Linked DNA regions of Sus scrofa: region 2 is linked to region 1. The links are chromatin contacts, called in public Hi-C maps. All regions are on one chromosome and are shown on one strand. The core of a region is the stretch at or near the end of the contact, and the rest is flanking DNA. Distances in the headings are between cores, read along the strand shown.

Region 1 (3,198 bases), core at 510-3,009:
ATCAGTGGGGCCAGATGGAGGATGCCTGGAGAGCTAGGAAGTCACCCGAGAGGGCGCAAGCCCTCTGCCGGGTATGCAAGTTGAGGGAGATGGGTGTAAAGGGGTTCTGTTTGCCAGGGAGTAGGAACTGGGTTCTACAGACAAGACTGGAGTAGAGGACAGAATCATCATCAAAGAGCTGATGATGACAGATCTGAGCTCTGACAGGTAAGGGCCTGAGGCTGGAGGAGTGGACAGAGAACTCATTCTGCCAGCAAGTGTCGAAAGATGAATGAGAGGTCTTCTGACTCACGGGCAAAAGGCCATTACCACAACCAGGTCTAGAGGAAGTACCATGTAGAATCAAAGCTGTTCTGCTAGTTTAAAATCATAGCCTTGGAGTTCCCGTGGTGGCTCTGCAGAGATGAATCTGACTAGTATCCATGAGAATGTGGGTTTGATTCCCTGTCCTTGCTCAGTGGGTTAAGGATTGGGCATTACTGTGAGCTGTGGTGTAGGTCGAAGACGTGGGTCGGATCTGGCGTTGCTGTGGCTGTGGCATAGGCTGGCAGCTGCAGCTCTAATGTGACCCCTCGCTTGGGAACTTCCACACGCTACAGGTGCGGCCCTAAAAAGAAAAAAAAAAAAATAAATAAATCATAGCCTCTTTTACTCTGGTAGGAAGAAGGGGGAACACAGGCCACTCTGTGATTCCCTTCTATCCAATTGGTACTCTTTTTTTTTTTTTAGGACTTGCGGCAGATGGAGGTTCCCAGGCTAGGGGTGTAATTGGAGCTGCAGCTGCCAGACTACACCACAGCCACAGCAATGCCAGGTCAGAGCCACGTCTGTGACCTATACCACAGCTCCCAGTAACACCAGATCCTTAACCCACTGAGGGAGACCAGGGATCTAACCCATGTCCTCATGGATGCTAGTTGGGTTCCTTAACCACTGAGCCATGAAGTGAACTCCCTCCAACTGGTACTCTTGAGGAGCTTCTTATAGTGACTCCTAGTAGGGGAGGCCAGACTTGTCACTATAGCTAATTTTTAAATGGGAAAACTGTACTTTCAGTTTGAGAAAATTAGTTCCCAAGGAACATATGGGCATTTTTGCAGCTAGTGCTTTGGTGGCTGTCCCTTGTCCTCCCAGGTAGGTTCTGGTGTGGAATTCTAATTACCCATTCTGGCTACCTTCTGAGTCTGTTGTCACATGGGGCTGCTTCCATTGTGAGAGTCAGGCCAGGCCCCTTCTCCATCAGCTGGGGGACTTGACCCCCTCACCTGGCTGTAGACTCTAGGACTAGTCCTGATGAGACAGGAGGACCTAAGGTGGCTTCAGTTCCAGGTTCTGAGACTCACTCAGCATCAAGCCATGCCTGTCTCTGGGCCAGTCGTGACCTTGTGTCTTGGCTCCATGCAGCGCTTTTGTTCCTGGGATCCTGAGCGGTCCTCTGACAACAGGATCCACGTGTCATTCTCCTGACGTCTGAGTTCCTGTGCTGAAGAACTAGACTCAGGCCCTGAAAGCCTGAGGCCCTGCCCTGATCTTGCCATTGCCCCACAGGAAGTGGAGGAAGCGCTGCTCTTGAAGCTTACCCTGGCGCTGGGGCTGGTCCATGTGCTACATACAAGACTCTTGCAGTCCTGCTATCCTGCCCCAGATTCCTGATGGGCACTTACACTTTCCCCGATGCAGATCACAGTACCACACTGTGCTTTGGGTCGATTGCCACATCCTCTATGCTTTACCTGGTGGGCTGGGCTGGGCTTCCTATGAGCTGCTTCAGCTCAAGCTATTGCCCCAATGCCTGACTTTGCTCAGTGAGTGAGTAGAATTCCAGAGCTTGCCCCACCCAGTCTGCCCTGTTCTTCTGCAGTTAATTGAGCCATGCTCAGCTTGACTTTAGCAAGTGTATGTTCATGTACTCTTGCTCAAGATTAACCTAAAGGTAAAATGGAGGTATAGACCATACATACCTATATAAGATCATTTCGCATATACGGTCCTAAAATAAAAATATTGCTTAAAAGATCTTTCTTTCTTTTTTCTTTGCTTTTTAGGGCCCCACCCGAGGCATATGGAAGTTCCCAGGCTAGGGGTCGAACTGGAGCTACAGCTGCTGGCTTATGTTATAGCCTTAGCAATGTGAGATCCAAGCCGCTCTATGGCCTACACCATAGCTCAGGGCAATGCCAGATCCCTGACCCACTGAGCAAGGCCAGGGATTGAACCTGAATCCTCACGGATGCTAGCTGGATTGTTTCCACTGCGCCACAATGGGAACTCCTGCTTAAAAGACATTTCTAAAAGGAAGCATCTCAATTGCCACACAACACGTTTTAAAGGGCTTAACACGCCCAAACACCCAGATGCAGTGGAAGCCTCACCCTCCCTCTCCCCCTCCCAGCACCGTGGCTGGGTAGATAATATTTGGAATATATTTTTGGTTGTCTTAATAGCCTCAAATGACCTTTACTTCAGTTGAAACAATTGAAGCCAATGTTTCTAAAATAGAAATCAGATAGGAAGTAATGTTTAACCTTAACTTGTTAGTCCAGTAAACACCTTTGGAAGAGAACGTCTATGCCTGCCAGCAAGTTGACTCTACCTACACTTTCTCTCGTAAAACCGAGGAGATCATCTACTCTGAAGTCAAAGTCTACCAAGCCAGTCACCACTGAAATCCAGCCTCTAGAGCATTACTCAACAGGAAAGAGGTGGGTTATAGAGTGCAGCAACGACTTCCTCCATAGCTCCTGCTCAATAAGAATCTGCAGAAGCTATTGTTTTTGGAAAAAACAATTAGTTTAGATCCCACTTAAGAAAGTGCCCTTACATTAAGTAAGAACATACGCTAGTCCAGCAAATCATTGAAAAGCATCTAGCAGCACTGCAGCTTCAGGTCCAGGCTGGGGCTGTCACTACCAGCTTCCCCCTCCCCCTGAAAATACCATTTAAGTCAAGAGGACCAGTGGGAAATCCACAGACCAGTCTACCTCTTAACTCCTGCAGTTTATCACCATACCACTTTCTCATTTCCACCCCCACCTGCTAGGATATTACTGCTTTGGGAAATCCAAGTTTTCCTTGAAAAATCTCAAGTCTAAATATCACCCTGATAGGACATTCTTTGGCCTAAAAAGGCCAATAATTAACACTCCAAATTGGGTCTTTCCCAAGGGTTCACACGCTTACTGGCCTTCCGAGGGACAG
Region 2 (3,198 bases), core at 521-3,020, 55 kb before region 1:
CATTTCCCCCCCTTCTTTCTCTCTCCCTCCATTACCCCCCCCATCTCACTGATCTTCCTACTTCTTCGGACAGATTAAACAGCCTGCTTTTCTCTAGTCCGTCTGTCTATCTGCCTCAGCCCCTTCCCCCTTCTCGCAGCTATTATTTGTGAGGATAGTGCTGGAGACGGCGCACACGCGTGCCCCCGTTAGGGCGCTGAGTCGACTGCCTGGGGAGGTTTGGGGGACCCAGCTGGCGGGGGCAAAAATCAAACAAATACAAAAAAGAAGGCCAGGCCAGTGTGGAACTCCCAACACCCCCACCCCACATCACTCTCCACCTGAATCTGGGGTGGGGGTGGGGGGAACAGCAGAAATCCACCAGCAAGGCACTTGCCTTCCTCGCCCAACGCGCTCACTAGGGAGCCGTCTCCCGGAAAATAAAGAAACCGCACATAGCAGCCCACACCTTCTTCCCCAACTATTGTTTCCTGAGAGATCCCAAAGTTTCCTTCTAGCTGCCTCCCCCTCGTCGAGTTTCCCGGGCGTAGGATGGCGGGTCCGGGGCAAGCTGCTGGCTCTGCCTGGCTTTACCGGCCTGTTTCTTTGGGGGGTACACCCCAGGGCAACAGAGGCGCAGGGGGACTGTATCCGTGGACGCGATGGCGTGAGCCCAGCCCTGCTGCGAGAGGAGAGGAAAAAGCAAAGTAGACAGGAGGGAGAAGCAGAGCCGTGCCAGCCCGAGCCCACGCTGTGGAGGGCTGTTTGGTTGTTGTTGTTATCGTTGTCGTGTGTGTCTGTGTGTTTTCTTTCTGGAACCGCTGAGCTCTGCCTATGGTTTCCAACTTTCGGCTTCTAATCCCCACCCCACCCAAGAACGAGCTTCAGAAAAACAACACTTGTCTGCCGGAGAAGGCTCCGGAAAAAAAAAAAAAAAAAAAAAAAAAAGGAAGAAAGGCGACCTCGAAGAGATGAGCTCTCGGCTCAGTTGTCAGCAAACAACAACACTCCCCCGGCTCCTCGGCCCAGCGGTCCTCCTAGCCTAGAGGAGACGGACAGACAGACGCACCGACAGCCCCCCCCGCCCCCGCTCGTCTTTGTTACATCTTTAGCAGCTTTGTGCGTGCGTGTCCTTTCTCCGGTGTCATCGGCTTTAATGCCGAGGGCTGGATGTGTGTGTTGGAGGGAGGGGGCCAAGCAGGCGACAGGGGTTGCCCAAGTGGGCGAGGAAGAAAGAGCCAGGCGCCGAGGAGGAGCCGGGGCCCCCAAACTTACTTTTGTTTTCTTTCTCGATCTGCTCCAGGTAGCTGGCGGCCTCGAGCAGAATCTGCACGTTTTGCAGAAAAGTGTTGATGTGCTTCTCCATCGAGTTCTCGCTGGTGTTGAAAATGTCCGAGAAGGGGCACCTGAGCTTGGCCCCCGCGGGCTCCTCTGGTTGGGCCGGGGGCTGGGGCGCGGCCACCGCCGGGGGCGCGGCGGGGGCCAGCCCCGCGCCCTCGCAGCGCGCTTCCTTGCGCGGCCGCCCGCGTTTGCCCATGGAGGGACCGGGGTCCGCCAAGCTCGTCCTCTTTTGGGGCTGCGCGGCTCGGCCGAGCTCCGGGCCCCAGGGGAGACCCGGCTGGCTGAAGCAACTAAAGCGCCGAGGCGAAGAGGCGACCTGACTTCCCGAGCCTTCTGCGTGCAGTTGTGTGTTTGAGTGTGTGTGTGTGTGTGTGTGCGTGTGTGTGTGTGTGTGTGTGTGTGTGTCGGTCTCGCAGTGGGTCTGTGTGTATGGGAGATTGAATGAACCTACAGGACGGACGGAGGCGCTCTGGCGCCTGGGTCCTAGTGCGAGCCTGTCGCCATCGGACCGGTCAAAATAAAAGGTGGAGACTAGCGCGGCGGGGACCGCCCCCTGCTAGTCCCTGCGTACTTCCCCGCCTCTCCCCAAATCTCACCACAGTGTAGAACGTATGGCTCTGAAAGCACCTGCAAAAAAACAAACGACTAGGCTATTTTTTCTTTACATAAAAATAATAATGCCTGACACATAGTAGGTTTCCAATAAATGGTAGCTGCTATGACTTAAAAAAAAAAAAAAGTCCAAAAAATCATCATATGTAATCCTCAGTTTTCTCCCCCCAATCCACACACTCATTCACAGAGGCCGGGGTGTCTGCCTTCACAGGACCAAATGAAATCCCCAGGCCACCATATCCCAGTTACAGATTTACTCACTCTTTCTGTCTCCCTTCAAATGCAATGTTATTTTCCAGGAAGGGGGAGGAGATGCAAGCATCTCTATCTACACTCCTCTTTCCCAGCCTTAGTCCAGCTGTGCAAAGCTCACAGTAGGATGCCTCCACACCTGGCCCTCTTTTATTTGACAGAAAGGCAGAAATGGCAGCCCAGGAACCTCCCACCTCTACCGCAGCTGAATTCCACCTTTTGGCTCTGAAGAGCCCCACCCAAGTTGACATAGTTTTCACTGCTCCAGCAGAGCTAACAGTTAGGGTGTACAGGAACCATTGATGCTTTCCAGATCTGGGGTGTGTGGTGGGAGTCAGGGCCCTTGGGAAGTGCCACAGAGAAGGATTCAAGTCCCAGCTCTGCTCTGTATAGGCTGCGTGAGCCTGGATGAGTCCTCTAACCTCTCTTGGCCTAAGTGTCCCCATCCATGAAAACTCTGATAAGAATAATGCATTAATTAAATTATAATCGCCCTTAGGATGCTGCCTGGCCCCTAGTAAGAGCTTTTGCTTGCAGTATAGATCCAGAGAAGAGGCTGAGTCCCCTACCTGCACCTAAGCAGGAAAATAAGTTGCAGGAAGCAAGACTTTTCTGCACTTTGTTGGAAAACATCTTTGCAATAAGCCCTTCTAAATATTGTCACCTTGCAAGGCCACCTGGAGTTTTCCTGCAGGGGAACTATTTACATAGAAGACATCATGAATGCTGCCCATGGATTTGTGCCACCCAGCTACCTTACTTAGAGACAGCTTTGTACACATTCGTCAGGAAGAATTTTACTGGAAATGGAAACTTTTTGGAAAAAAAGGAGAGAAAGTACATTTCTTTGTGAAGCCCCTTCCATGTAGAACAGTACACACACTCTCAGGAAAGTCTTGTGTGATTTTGGACTACAGTAACCCACTGCTGATATAACAGGAACAGTCAGTAACTGGCATTTTATAGCCAATATATTCACATTTTGTCCCATAATATAATCATACTACCCAT

What was found. Hi-C and Micro-C count contacts between places; a contact is called where the count stands out from the background.
Region 2: a Hi-C map of fetal liver shows a contact between it and region 1, with 2.1 times the contacts expected there. The contact joins the promoter of MXI1 here to the enhancer-like site in region 1. A contact is called at or near these places in 2 of 5 promoter capture datasets (fetal liver and liver), 9 of 47 Hi-C or Micro-C datasets (alveolar macrophages, blood, brain and 3 more) and 2 of 2 datasets of contacts at active chromatin or transcription factors (alveolar macrophages and skeletal muscle).

The regions. Positions count from the first base shown.
Region 1 is chr14:120,587,467-120,590,664 of Sscrofa11.1, reverse strand. No RefSeq gene overlaps it. Among named protein-coding and RNA genes, the nearest start is that of MXI1, 55 kb to the left of the region's middle. Within about 2 kb of position 1,759, at least 12 of the 83 cell types and tissues checked have an H3K27ac peak or open chromatin away from gene starts, as enhancers often do. A contact at or near this core is called in alveolar macrophages and fetal liver, where this site is marked.
Region 2 is chr14:120,642,263-120,645,460 of Sscrofa11.1, reverse strand. It overlaps MXI1 (max-interacting protein 1), which reads right to left and starts at 1,770. Exons shown (of 6, transcript XM_003133181.6): 1 at 1,255-1,770. The coding sequence starts at 1,516.